Regions from separate parts of the Mus musculus genome. Here region 1 is linked to region 2. The links are chromatin contacts, called in public HiChIP or PLAC-seq maps. All regions are on one chromosome and are shown on one strand. Each heading gives the region's core, a stretch centred on a gene start, on an enhancer-like site or on the middle of the called end of the contact. The rest is flanking DNA. Distances are from core to core; before and after follow the strand shown. Region 1 overlaps Nudt4 (nudix (nucleoside diphosphate linked moiety X)-type motif 4). Region 2 has its middle 66 kb from the start of Gm40744.

Region 1 (5,990 bases), core at 468-2,967, 520 kb after region 2:
AAAAGCATGTACCTGAAAGATGAAAACAGGCTCTTCTTAAACTAAAAATAAACATACAGAGGTTGTTTCCATTTTTATTTGATGTTTCCAAACGTAAAAAAGTCAAGATTCTTACAATTCTTACAACAGTTCGAATGCAACCATCTCAGATGAGACCATGCAAAGCAACTCTTGTACACATACCCTTTTCTCTCCTTCACCTTTGCTGCTTCATACGGTGTGACTGACAACTGGATGGCTTGTCCTTGGTGGGAAAATGCCATTTCTTTACACCACCACCCAACAGTTTCTACTTTTTTGCAAGTCAATTTTTAACAAGTTACTTTGCTTTTTTCTTTTAAACATTAGGAGGCACATGGAACTGGAGAATTTAGCTGCCCCGTTTTATTCAGCGCCTGCACAGATAAGCACAAACAGCAGTCTCCCCGCTGCAGGCGGCTGGGCTGGTAGACATGAGCTCTACTAGATTCAATTTCCTTTAGATCTTTCAAGTTCTGGGTTCCAGAAGAATAATGAGGAGCCCTCAGGTGAAATTTAACAGTGAAGCTGCATTCAGTTGCATTCTGTAAATCTTTGCTATTTGCATAGACTAAAGACAGTTTGCTAAATGGCACTGAAAGAAATCCTGACCCAGGTGACATGACTTAGTCCAAATGTTTCTGACCAAAGAAATTATACAACAATATTTATAGGCTAACTTTTAAAGAGATGGTTGACATGAATACTGTACATATTTTACATATAAAATAGGTTCATGCATTATTACCTCTGAGAGTATCGTGTACATACAAACCCCCAAGCACTTGTGATGGTTTATTTGCTGGAAGCAGTATTCTATACAAAACAGTCCAGTTTCTCTGTTGTGTTTAGTACAGGGAAGAATTGCAGAGAATCGTGAGAAAACAAGATAGAGAATGACAATCTGTGGGTTTCTTTAAAATGTTTCTTTTAAAACACCCAGAGTACATGACCTCTGTACAAAGAAAAATATAAAAGGTCTGGACGATCACGCTTGGTTACACTACATAATTTAGAATGAGTACTACTGGCTGAGTTCTTCTGCTTTGGAATCTAATGCTTTTAGTTCTGCTGCATCGGTGGCCCAAGATCTCATTATGGAAACGGTGCCAGTTTTCCTTACAGGCAAGGACCCTTGTCAGCAGCACTATTACAGTTTAAAGGTTAACAAGCGACAGAACAAATGTCTTCACTGTCTTAAGCTTGCCAGTTAGAGTATTTACAAAAGGTTAATAATGGCTAAAGATCTTTTCCTCTTCTCCCCCTTCACTTCCTCCATGAAGTCATGGTACTTTTTCATGGGATGGCCAATTTTGAGTCAGCACAAAGGCGAGGTACAATAATTCTTGGCTCGAATGTTCTAGTTTCCCCACAGTTAACTCATCTGACTCGTCACTTACTGACCCTCAAGACAGTGTCTTAGGCCTAGAACAGCCATCTTATTTAGTGTGACAAAGTCGTCACTGACCGGCATCCAAGGTTAGTCTAGTCCAGTGGTGAACAATGTCTCTAAATCAGAAACTGAAAATATATTTAAAGAGTACTCACCCTTGAGGGAAATGTGGCCCCTAATAGAGTCTATGTCAAAGAAGGGAAATAGCAGCTGAGCGTGCTAAATAGATTTCTATAACCAGTTTCAGGATGAGCTATGCAGAGCCACGTGTAAGTACTGACAGTTTTCCCTAAAAGACGGCACACTTTCACATCAAATCACTGTGGCAGAGGGGAACCGGTCCTAGTACATGGACCGTGACATAATTCTGCCTGTGAACAAATTCTCAGAAACAGGAAGCTGAAGTGCTTTGTCAAAGGCTCCTGGCCCATACAAACACGGCCCAAATCTGCAGTTTACAAAGGGAGAATATGACTCTCTTTAAGTTTTGGGGTGGATAGATTTCTTTAAATACCAAGAATTTTTCATTAATTCCCAACAAAGATTTGGTGTCTATTTTGATACTGTAAGAAAAAAAAAAATTGGGCAAAAAATATACCCAATAACCAGTTGATCTGTCAAAACAAACCATAGAATGTTAAGTGGACAAAAGTGAAAATGTCAAAAAGGTTATAAAAATGAAAACCAAAGGAATGGGGTACAATGAAGGCTTTAAAAAAAATTCCACATGGCTTTGGCATCTTAAAATATTTTTTGCTATTTTGTTATTTATTTTAAAAGACTTGAAAGCAGATGAAATACATGCAAATTATTTGAAATCCCTGCATAGCAAATACAGAGTTTGCCAGCAGCAGTCAGGTGTGTTAGAAGTGAAAGAGCCTCTCCTTGTGACATGTGCATCACATGATGGGGGAGGGACCCCAACCCTCTATCTTATACTGGATGGCACCCCAGAGGGCGGCGCAGCAGTCACAAACAAGGCATTGTTATCTGGGAGGGAAGGGACCGAGGAATTTCCATTGGTCGGAGAACAGCCCAGCTTTAGTTTTTCCAGATACTCTGCGTGGACAGGCTTATGACACTGAAGAACCTTGATTGCATCTTCTACTTTGAACCACTCTCTCTTCCTTCCTAGAGAAGAGTACAGCAGCAGTCACTGTCAGGTCAGTTTAAGAAGGCATACCCTACTAATATACAAGATTTCCTTTCTTTCCCCCCAAACAATGAGTTTTTTACTTCCTAAATGACTTAATAATATGGTAGGGAAAAATCATAAGGTAGTTCAAAAGTAGAACTACATGTTCACCCCTCTCAAAACAGTAACCAAAAAAATCAGTTAAGAAGGAATGGCAGAAGGTGGGAGGGACCAGAAGGAATGGCAGGTGGGAGGGACGGAGTAAAGGAACAGAAGCTCACCTATATTCACGGAGTCTTCCCAGTCTTCCAATATTTCAGTGACAGTCAGAACATAAACATATGTTCTGTGCTTCCGGTCTTGATTCTGCTTGAATAGAGAAAAAAAGCATTTTAATTCAGGGCTCTGGCCCAGTGACCAGCACGGCTGTTTCCAGTGTGACGGTGCATAGTGTAGCAATGCAGACAGAAGTGTGTATATATAAAACACACACCTCAAAATTGGCATTGGCAGGATGGCTCAGCACAGAAAAGCTGAGTTGGATCTTGGGAGCCTACAGTAGAGGAAAATCATTCCCAAAAGCTGTTCTCTAGCCTTTACACGTGTGCATACATGAGCACAGGCATGCACGCGCGCGCACACACACACACACACACACACACACACACACAAAAAAAAAACTTTGCACTGAAGATGGTAGGCATAGTAGTAGTTCACAGCTGAAATCAGAACCTGGAGGACCAAGGCAGGAAGGATTCAGTTTCAAGGCCGCCTGGACTACCTACCTAGCAAGTTCTAAGCCAGCTGAGGTCAGATTTACGATCCTGTCTCAAGACCAAAGACACTAGTCTGGGTATGTTGGTGCACCCCAGAAACCTCAGCATTTAGAAGCTGAGACAGCCTGCATTACAATGATGTATCTCAAAATCTGAAACGGGAGGTCCAACACCGCCAATGGGAAATTGCTAAAAACATGTCACGTGCTGTGATACTCTAAAGGGAAAAACTGCTGGCTGCCATTTCCTGTCAAATAGTGTGCTGTCTCCTTAACCAGTTAAGTTTTAGTTATGATTTTTCTTTACAAACTGGCCATAGTGACAAAGGTGTAATTGGTTTCTACACATTATCACAGAAAAATTTGTATTTCTCACTTTAACCAGAAGATGGTGCTATGTAACCACAGATAGGCATTTTGTGTAATATTTTAAGAACTACATTTAAAAATTTTTTATCTTATGTGCCTGCATATGCCTGAGTGAGGGTCAGGTCCCCTGGAACTGGAATTACACTTGTGGACGTGGGTGCTGGGAGTTGAACTCAGGTCCTCTGGCAAAACAACCAGTACTCTTACCTTGAATATTCTTACCATTGAGCCATCTCTCCAACCACAAGAACTGGTGCCTTATCAATTCCAATACATACACACTTGAATTCCTAAAGGCTTAATTAACTCTTGGTTCTACCAAGAAAGACTGAGCTAACTCTTACGTTTTGATGAGGGAAGACCCCGTACTTGTGGCACAGCACACACCACACTGACTAGGGATTCACTGACTTCTCAACCCAGCCTCTCTCTCCACCGTCCCCTTGCTGAATTCCATCCTGCCTCGTTAGTGAGAGAACACAAATGAGGTTTATTTTAGCATTTATTCCTTGTACCTGAGTTTTCCGTGGTCCTTCAAGTCACTGTTTGTTGTTCAGCGTCACATGCTGAACTAGACAGAACCCAGTCGCCCCCAGATCTTAAGACCTAGATCTCAGACTGCTAAAGATGCTGCCTATGCCCATGTGGCCAGTCTTTGTGTGAGCTCTACTCCACGGTCAGACATGGGTAACTACCCAGCCTCCCCCGATGCTAACCAGTGGCCTGCCTGCTGGTCGTTTTAGAGGAACCTGGTGCAGGCTGCTGTTAGGAAGAATCAGGAATCAAAGTGAGGGCTATTTTGTGACTCACCTCAAATATTCCGAGCAGTCTGCCTAGCTTTCCTTTGACTCCAGCCTATTAAAAAAGAAACAGGCTAGGTAAGTAAAATGCTTATCTTCATAATGATTCATTATAAGCTATGTTTTGTTTCAACTTCTGAATCTAAATAGTTCAGGCGTTCCCTAGCAAGTTAGCTGTCTAATTGTAAATTTCTTGGCCATACCAAGACTCACTGCCTATGTATAGAATAATGGCTCAATTCACACACAAATCCCAATTGCCTGGATTGATTAGATGACTTTCATTTAAAAAGAAATGACATGGGTGATAAAAAATGAACTTCTTATCAAACTGAAGGAAAACAATTTTCTGTATGAACTAACAGACTCCCCCCACTTCTCAATTTTTAAAAATTTTCATTTATTGTATGAGCACTTTGCTGCATAGACATCCTTAGGCCAGAAGAGGGCATCAGATCCCCTTATAGATGGTTGTGAGTCACCATGGGACAGTTGGGGATTGAACTCAGAACCTCTGGAGAAACAGCTGAGCCATCTCTCCAGCCCAACTATACCTTCTTACAAACCTGCCTTCTTTTCCAGGCAAGAGCTACAATTCTCTAGCCACCATTCAAAGGGTCCTGATTCCTCACCCCTGTTACTATAGCAACAGCAGCAATGGCAGTGCTTCCTGTCAGTGAAGCTGGGAAGCATTTCCCCCAGGAAGCCCATCTCCCAAGACTAAAACCTTCCTGAATGTACCCGGAAGCCCAGTGACAGAGTCTAGCATATACTACACACTTCTACCTTACATGGTCTCATCTGAGTGTAAAGCCAAGTTCCAATCCTGAGGGAAGGGACAATCAGGCCACTTGAGATTTTGTGCATGAAGGTGTGACACCTTTTATTATTGAATTTTAAGGCAGTTTGAATGTAATCTAGACAATCCTTATAAACATTGCAGAAGAGAACACTTCTGTCAACTGCCTGCTTGCATTTGCTCAGGATTACCTGGCAAAAAGCCAGAAGACCCTCCTGTAAAACCCCTCAAGACAGCCTTCATCTCACCTCTTCATACACTTCCCTCACAGCAGCACCGCCAGGCTCCTCCTCCGGCTCCATCCCTCCTCCTGGGACAATCCATTGGTCTGGGTACCGACTGCTACTCACCAGCAGCACCTGTAGAACCCATAGTAGCCACAGACTTAGGCACTAAGACACAGATAGCATTTTCATGGCTGTTGCTGGACTCTGGATTAATCCACTCTGAAATCTCACTGAAATTATTAAGGGCACACATCAACAGGATACAGACTGACATCACTAAACCATCCTACTTCTGCAGACTCATTTATATTGGGGTGTGTGACTTTGGCTAGCCTGGAACTCTGGCTCCTCTGGGATTATTTAAACTACCAGATTTAAGAAGTGCAGTTTTTGAAGGGCAGTGGTGGTGCACGCCTTTAATCCCAGCACTATGGGAAGCAGAGGCAGGCAGATTTCCGAGTTCCAGACCAGCTT
Region 2 (5,936 bases), core at 3,268-5,767:
TGCTTAGATACATCAGGCATTGCATTAAGAGGTCTCCCTACATTTTACTTGCATAATTTTCACCACACACCTACAAAATAGCCATGAAAGCCATCCACATTTTACACATAAGAGATTGTCCTTAATGACTCCGTCTACAGGTGGTGAAGCCTGGATTCGACTCCAGAAAGCCACCTCTTTTAGCCACCACTCTAGAGCCTGCTGTGGCAAGGGGCTCAGTGGAACAGAAATGAGGTCTTCGGAGAAAAGGCAAGGGGGCCCTGGAGATGGGTACCCCAGCAGACATTCTGTGTTCTTCTCGGGTGGAGAACTTGGTGTTTGCACCACATACCTCAAGCACAGCCTGTACCAAGCAATGTTTCCATGGTGCTAAAGGCTTTTCTGGCGTTGGCTGTGAGAAGCACCCTGAAAACATCAGAACTCATGGTGAAGGCACCAAACGATGCGGCGGACCACTGAGCTCTACAGATGGCCCGAGTGGAAATGCTGGCATTTTATTTAAGGCCCGCTCTTTTGTCTTCTAAACTGGTGTCAGCCAGCCTCTGAGGTATTGGTTTCATCACTGTGGGGTCGCATGCAATTTTAAATACAATTTCATGCTACACTAGGCAGTTGCAAAGGCTCCCACAGTAAGCGCATGTGCTCTCCTTTGGCCCCATTCACTTTTGCCTATTTCTATTCTATGTTACTGAACTCCTATTTTGGGGCCTGGCACTTAAACCCCTACGTTCCTTTGGTCTAGAGTAGAAACAAGCATTGCAAATATTTGGTGGTTAACATAAATCCCATTTATCAATGACTGACTTTTATATTAGCAAAACACAATGAAATAGACTCACCACTAAAATTACACCGAGCTTCGTAATAATCTTGTCCAATTACTCAAATGGCCCTTGGAAGCTTCATACATTTCCACGGCATCATCCTTGATATCAGCTTAGTAACCTGTGGATGTGCAGACATGACTGCTAAACATTTCCAGTGGCTAGAGATAATGAAGTTGGTAATAAAATGGTGGATATTTGCATATTGATTCCCTCCATAAAGATTAATGAGAGCTTCCTCTATTACAGAGAAAGAAGTTCTTGGTCTGACGTGATTCAAAGGTTGAATTGTTTTTTCCAAGACTCATTTTGTGAAATCCTAAGGACCCCTGTTTATTATTTTCCTCACTGTTAGGACTAAATACCCGATAACGACAGCTTGAAGGAGGAGAGTTTATACCGGCTTAGAGCAGTTTTACTCAGCCTGCGGGTTTCGACCCCTTTGGCATATCCTGCATGTCAGATATTTATACTACAACTCAGTAGCAAAATTACAGTTATGAAGCAGCAATGAAACAAATTCTATGGTTGGGGGTCAGCACAACGTGAGGAGCTGTATTAAAGGGTCACAGGGTCGGGAAGGCTGAGAAACACTGACTTAGAAGTTGAGAGGACACAGAACATTGTGGTGGGGCAGGCATTCAACAGAAATGCAAGGCAGCTGGTCACACTGCATCCTTCCCCAGAATGTAAATACAATGTTGATGTTCATCTCAGCTTCTTCTCTTTGTTCAACCCAGGACCCCGGGCTATAGAATGGTGCTGTCAACATGGAAGTATTTGGGGAACTTTTTTTTTTTTTTAAGTAACAGAACAAATAGAAAGAAGTCTAGATCTCAAAGATGGGTGATTTGATTTCTTTACTTGTCTTTTTCCATATTGCAGCCAAGGAGGCAGCTAAGGAGGCAGCTAAGGTTCTTAGCTTTTCAGCATCATGGTTACAATATTGTGGATTGCCCTGGTGCTGTTGGTATTTTGATGCTAATTCTGCTTCCCCAAGAGGGACTTGTATGGGATGAGGAGTGAATTGCATACTCAGGTGACTGCAGGTGAACTTTCTCCTCATGAATAAAGATTTCAAGGAACCTTCACTGGTCGAGTAGGAAGAACTTCCAGGTCGGAGGGAGGAAGAGGAGAAGCAGGAGAAGGATGCTTGCTTTTTGGATGGGAGAGTAAGTGGGAGGGCAAAATGTAGGTAGTGAAGGCCCCTGGTTCAGGTGGTGGATCCACCGGGATCAGCTACTGGAGGATTTATAACTTAGGATACCTTATGTATTAGGATGCTAGTTGTGCAGCCTGTTCTCAGCCTGGCAGACTCTCTGACCCAGAGCTCTGAAATCTCTCCACCCGGCTCGCTAAGTTCCCTGCCACCCAGCCTCATGCTTCCAAATTCCCAGGCTTGTTGGAGTGCCACTGTAACTTTCTCTCTGGAACCCAGGTGAGTCTCCGAGTGAAGGAAAACACCGCACAATCTTAGTTTAGAATCTTGGCGGTTTAAGCAAATTTTTCTGCAAACTGGAGATGTAAGATCAAGATATTTATAGAAACTAAGCATGATGTTTCAAGACAATAACTCTGTATTGGGGGGGGGGGGAGAGACAGGAAGATCACAAAATCAAGGCGACCTGGGAAAACGATCAAACCATCACCAACAAAACCCCCAAACATGGTTGGGTTGATTCCCTAAAGGGCTGTAAGGGAGGGGTTTTTGAGACTTCTCTCTTGGGTATGTATACAGGATTATCTTCTTGTGTTTTGATATGGTCTTTCAGCTGTGGGTGTTTCTGTCCAAACTTCGGTTTATAAAGCCTGTGCTAAATTAAAGAGCACATGCCAACGAACCCATTTTTTACTTAATTGCCTATATAACTATTCTGTCTCCAAATAAGACAACCTACTGTGATGGTTAATATAGAATATTCCCTTGACAGGAGCACTCAGGAAACAGTCCTATAAGAACATGCATGAAAGTGTTCCTAGACTTCTCAGTGCCTGTCATTGGGAGCCAGTTTTAGATCATATTCTAGGCAAAGCAAGGAAGACATGGAGGGAGGTCTAGGGGAGGCCATCTGTGGGAGGTGCTGTTGGTTACCCATCATACAGCCATTTTCTCACCTCTTCTCTCAGCCAACAGTGTTTGTTCCCATCACAGGATTGGGGAATGCAGGTTCTCACTGTCTGCCCTGGCAACACTGGTGGATCCTTCTTGAAAAGAGCTCTGCTGTAGAGCTTCTGGGTAAGATCTAATCTAGATAAGCAAGGAAATGTTTATTGTGAGGAAAATCCAGATCTTCTTTCGAGTGCTTTGTTACCTTTTGTCAAGGCAGGATATATGAAGCTTTGACAGCCATCATGTACTAATGGGGAATAGTCTCTAGAGATTCTGAGAGATGCCCTGACAGTTGAACCACAGCCTCGACTCTCCCAACCACTGTTAGGTGAGAAAAAGAAACTCTAATAGTTTCAGCCCGGTTTTCACCTGTCACATGCAACGGGAAGCCTCTTAGTGATATATCCATGCTCACACCCTTCTCTTCTCCTCTCCCTCCCTGCTAGCCTTGGGAAGAGAACTCAGGAATAGAATGACTCCTGTACTTCTAGAGTACTGTTGAGACCTCATGCACATAGCCAGAGGGCAAAGTGCTAGCTTATGTCCTGAGATAGGGGACTGGTTGAACCTGTGATAATTGAAAGTCTAATTCTTACTTGGAGATAGTACCAGAGATACACTTCTATGCTGTCTGTCTATCTGTTTCTCTGTGTGTGCACATGTTCTCTCTCTCTCTCTCTCTCTCTCTCTCTCTCTCTCTCTCTCTGTGTGTGTGTGTGTGTGTGTGTGTGTGTGTGCGTGTGCATGCTTATGGAGACCCAAAGTTGATTTAGGGTTTCTTCCTCCATTCCTCTCTTCTTTACTTCATTTCAATTTCAATAAAATGCAGTGCTTACCAATTGGCTAGTCTAATTACCCCAGCTTGCCACCAGAGTCTCCCATCTTTGCCTCCCCAGGAATAGACTAAAGGTGGCTGTCATGCCTGCTTAGCTTCTGTATGGGTTCTGGCCAGGGTTCACCTGTGGTCTCATTCATGCTTGTGTTACAAGCATGTTATCCACTGAGCTACCTCTCCAGCTCTCTCCATGCTTCGTTATTCTTGCCTGTCATATCTGATCACCAGGCAGCCATTTGGTTCGTGTTGGAGGGACATTGGGTATAGTGATAGAGAACAGTTGGCTGGCGGGCAGAGAGACCTGAACGTAGATGGATGCTCTCATTTCTGAGCCCTGGGACTGTTGGTCTGCGGGAGACGGAAGCTCTCTGAGTATCAGGAAGGGAAAATCTGTGACTTCATTCAGTAGGTATATGGAGGTCGGGGAAACAGCAGACAGGGAGGATGGTACCTGCAGTGGGAGAACGGGGTAGATGAACTCAGCAGTGAGAAGCTAAAGCAAGCAGGCAAGAAGCACATCTGCTCTCCATACTTCCTTATTTCTGGGCCACTGGTGGAAGGCACCCCACCATGTTTAGGGTGAGTCTTCCTGTTATAAATAAACTAATCAAGAAAATCCTTCATGGGTGTGTCCAGGAGCTTGGCTAGATCTTGTCTAGTTGACAATCAATATTGACCAGCACAGTGTTCACATGGGGCTTAGGTCTGGCAGTAGACGTTTCTAGATGATGGCTAGATGTAGCTGGATGTGGTTCCTGGGTTTTACTCTCTCATCACCCAGGTGGGATCTTACTTACTTGTAGACTAACTGTAGCCTAATGAGGTCATGTCTAAAATTCCTGCACAATTCTGTTCTGTAGCAGCTTGTGGCGTAGCTGCAATTATATACGAAATTCTATACTTTGTGCTGGAATGTTTGGTGAGGGGAGAGGAAAGCTACTATTTAGAAGGGTATTTAAAAGGCTTCCTTTTCTATTTTGGCCAAAAGTAAAAATAGACATAGCAGATGTTGAGAGAGAGAGAGAGAGAGAGAGAGAGAGAGAGAGAGAGAGAGAGCTAGAGAGCAGGAGAGAGAGCAAGAAAGAGGGAGAGAGAGAGAGAGAGAGAGCTAGAGAGCAGGAGAGAGAGCAAGAAAGAGGGAGAGAGAGAGAGAGAGAGAGAGAGAGAGAGAGAGAGAGAGAGAGAGAGAGACAACAAAACTGATGTGTTTCTAAGTGGACTTGAGTTGGTGGGTGAATTGGAGCTGTGAGAGGAGAGCCTCCAGGACCAGTTATTCAATGAAATTGCTTTGGTCAGAAAGATTGTGGTTTTCTTTAGGTTTCCCAGGCCAGATGTCTCTTTTTCAGAATTGCACGGTAAAGTGATTTTGCATTTGGGCTCTACAGGAACCATGTTTGATTATACAGCAGCCCTCAGGACTTTTCTGCCACCATGGCACTTTTATTCCTCCCTTCTCTTCATCAGCACCAGAGTGGGCGGAGAGGGTAGAATGCACAAACCTGCCCATTTCACAGACAGAGAAATCCAGGCACAAAACAGCTCAGCGATGTGTCCAGATATTGCTGCCAGCAAATCAGAGTAGAAAAGGAGGCAGTCTGACTGTGCCATAGGGATTTGGTTCTGGTGTTTAGTAAGGCACCCGAGGACTGATCCTGTTCTTAATGTGCAACAGCTATATGTTTGCTTATGTTTTAAACTCACAAAACTGTAAGCTCCACTAGCAGTTGTTGGTCTTACCTTGTCGTCCACCGGACAGCCTGAAACCCCATGGCTGGAATTTGCTACTTTTCATGATCCTGGAACTCCAGTGCAGTATGTTGATGGTTAGGTGTAAAAGCAACTTTTATCCTCCTGCTGTGATTGATGTCTGGGAGGTTTATTGCCTCTGTCTGCTAACCGAGGCCCAGTCCCAGAAACTTTTCGCCTCCATATAATCTGTCTAGATCTAGAATGTTTTCAGCCTCTGGGACTTGCTGGTTAATAAGCTCACCCCTTTCTAGCTCTTTCTGAACCCTAGCTTGCTGGTTCAACAACTCAGCTGTTCAGGTTCAAACTCCTCTCCCAGCTGACCGATCCAGTCTGGCTTTTCTCTTGACCCTGAACTGCTCTGCTCAGCCTCAGACTAACTCCAGCAATCTGTCCTAATCTTCTGGATCCTTGTTCTCTG

What was found. HiChIP or PLAC-seq counts read pairs in DNA pulled down with a chosen protein or histone mark.
Region 1: a contact with region 2 is called in an H3K27ac HiChIP or PLAC-seq map of large pre-B cells, with 5 times the contacts expected there. The contact joins two enhancer-like sites. A contact is called at or near these places in 2 of 115 datasets of contacts at active chromatin or transcription factors (kidney and large pre-B cells).

What each region holds. Positions count from the first base shown.
Region 1 is chr10:95,546,949-95,552,938 of GRCm38.p6, forward strand. Nudt4 (nudix (nucleoside diphosphate linked moiety X)-type motif 4) reads right to left here. Exons shown (of 5, transcript NM_027722.5): 2 at 5,538-5,648; 3 at 4,501-4,545; 4 at 2,828-2,912; 5 at 59-2,542. The coding sequence ends at 2,340. Among named protein-coding and RNA genes, the nearest start is that of Mir3058, 9.4 kb to the right of the region's middle. Within about 2 kb of position 1,718, at least 30 of the 459 cell types and tissues checked have an H3K27ac peak or open chromatin away from gene starts, as enhancers often do.
Region 2 is chr10:95,025,169-95,031,104 of GRCm38.p6, forward strand. No RefSeq gene overlaps it. Among named protein-coding and RNA genes, the nearest start is that of Gm40744, 66 kb to the left of the region's middle. Within about 2 kb of position 4,518, at least 13 of the 459 cell types and tissues checked have an H3K27ac peak or open chromatin away from gene starts, as enhancers often do.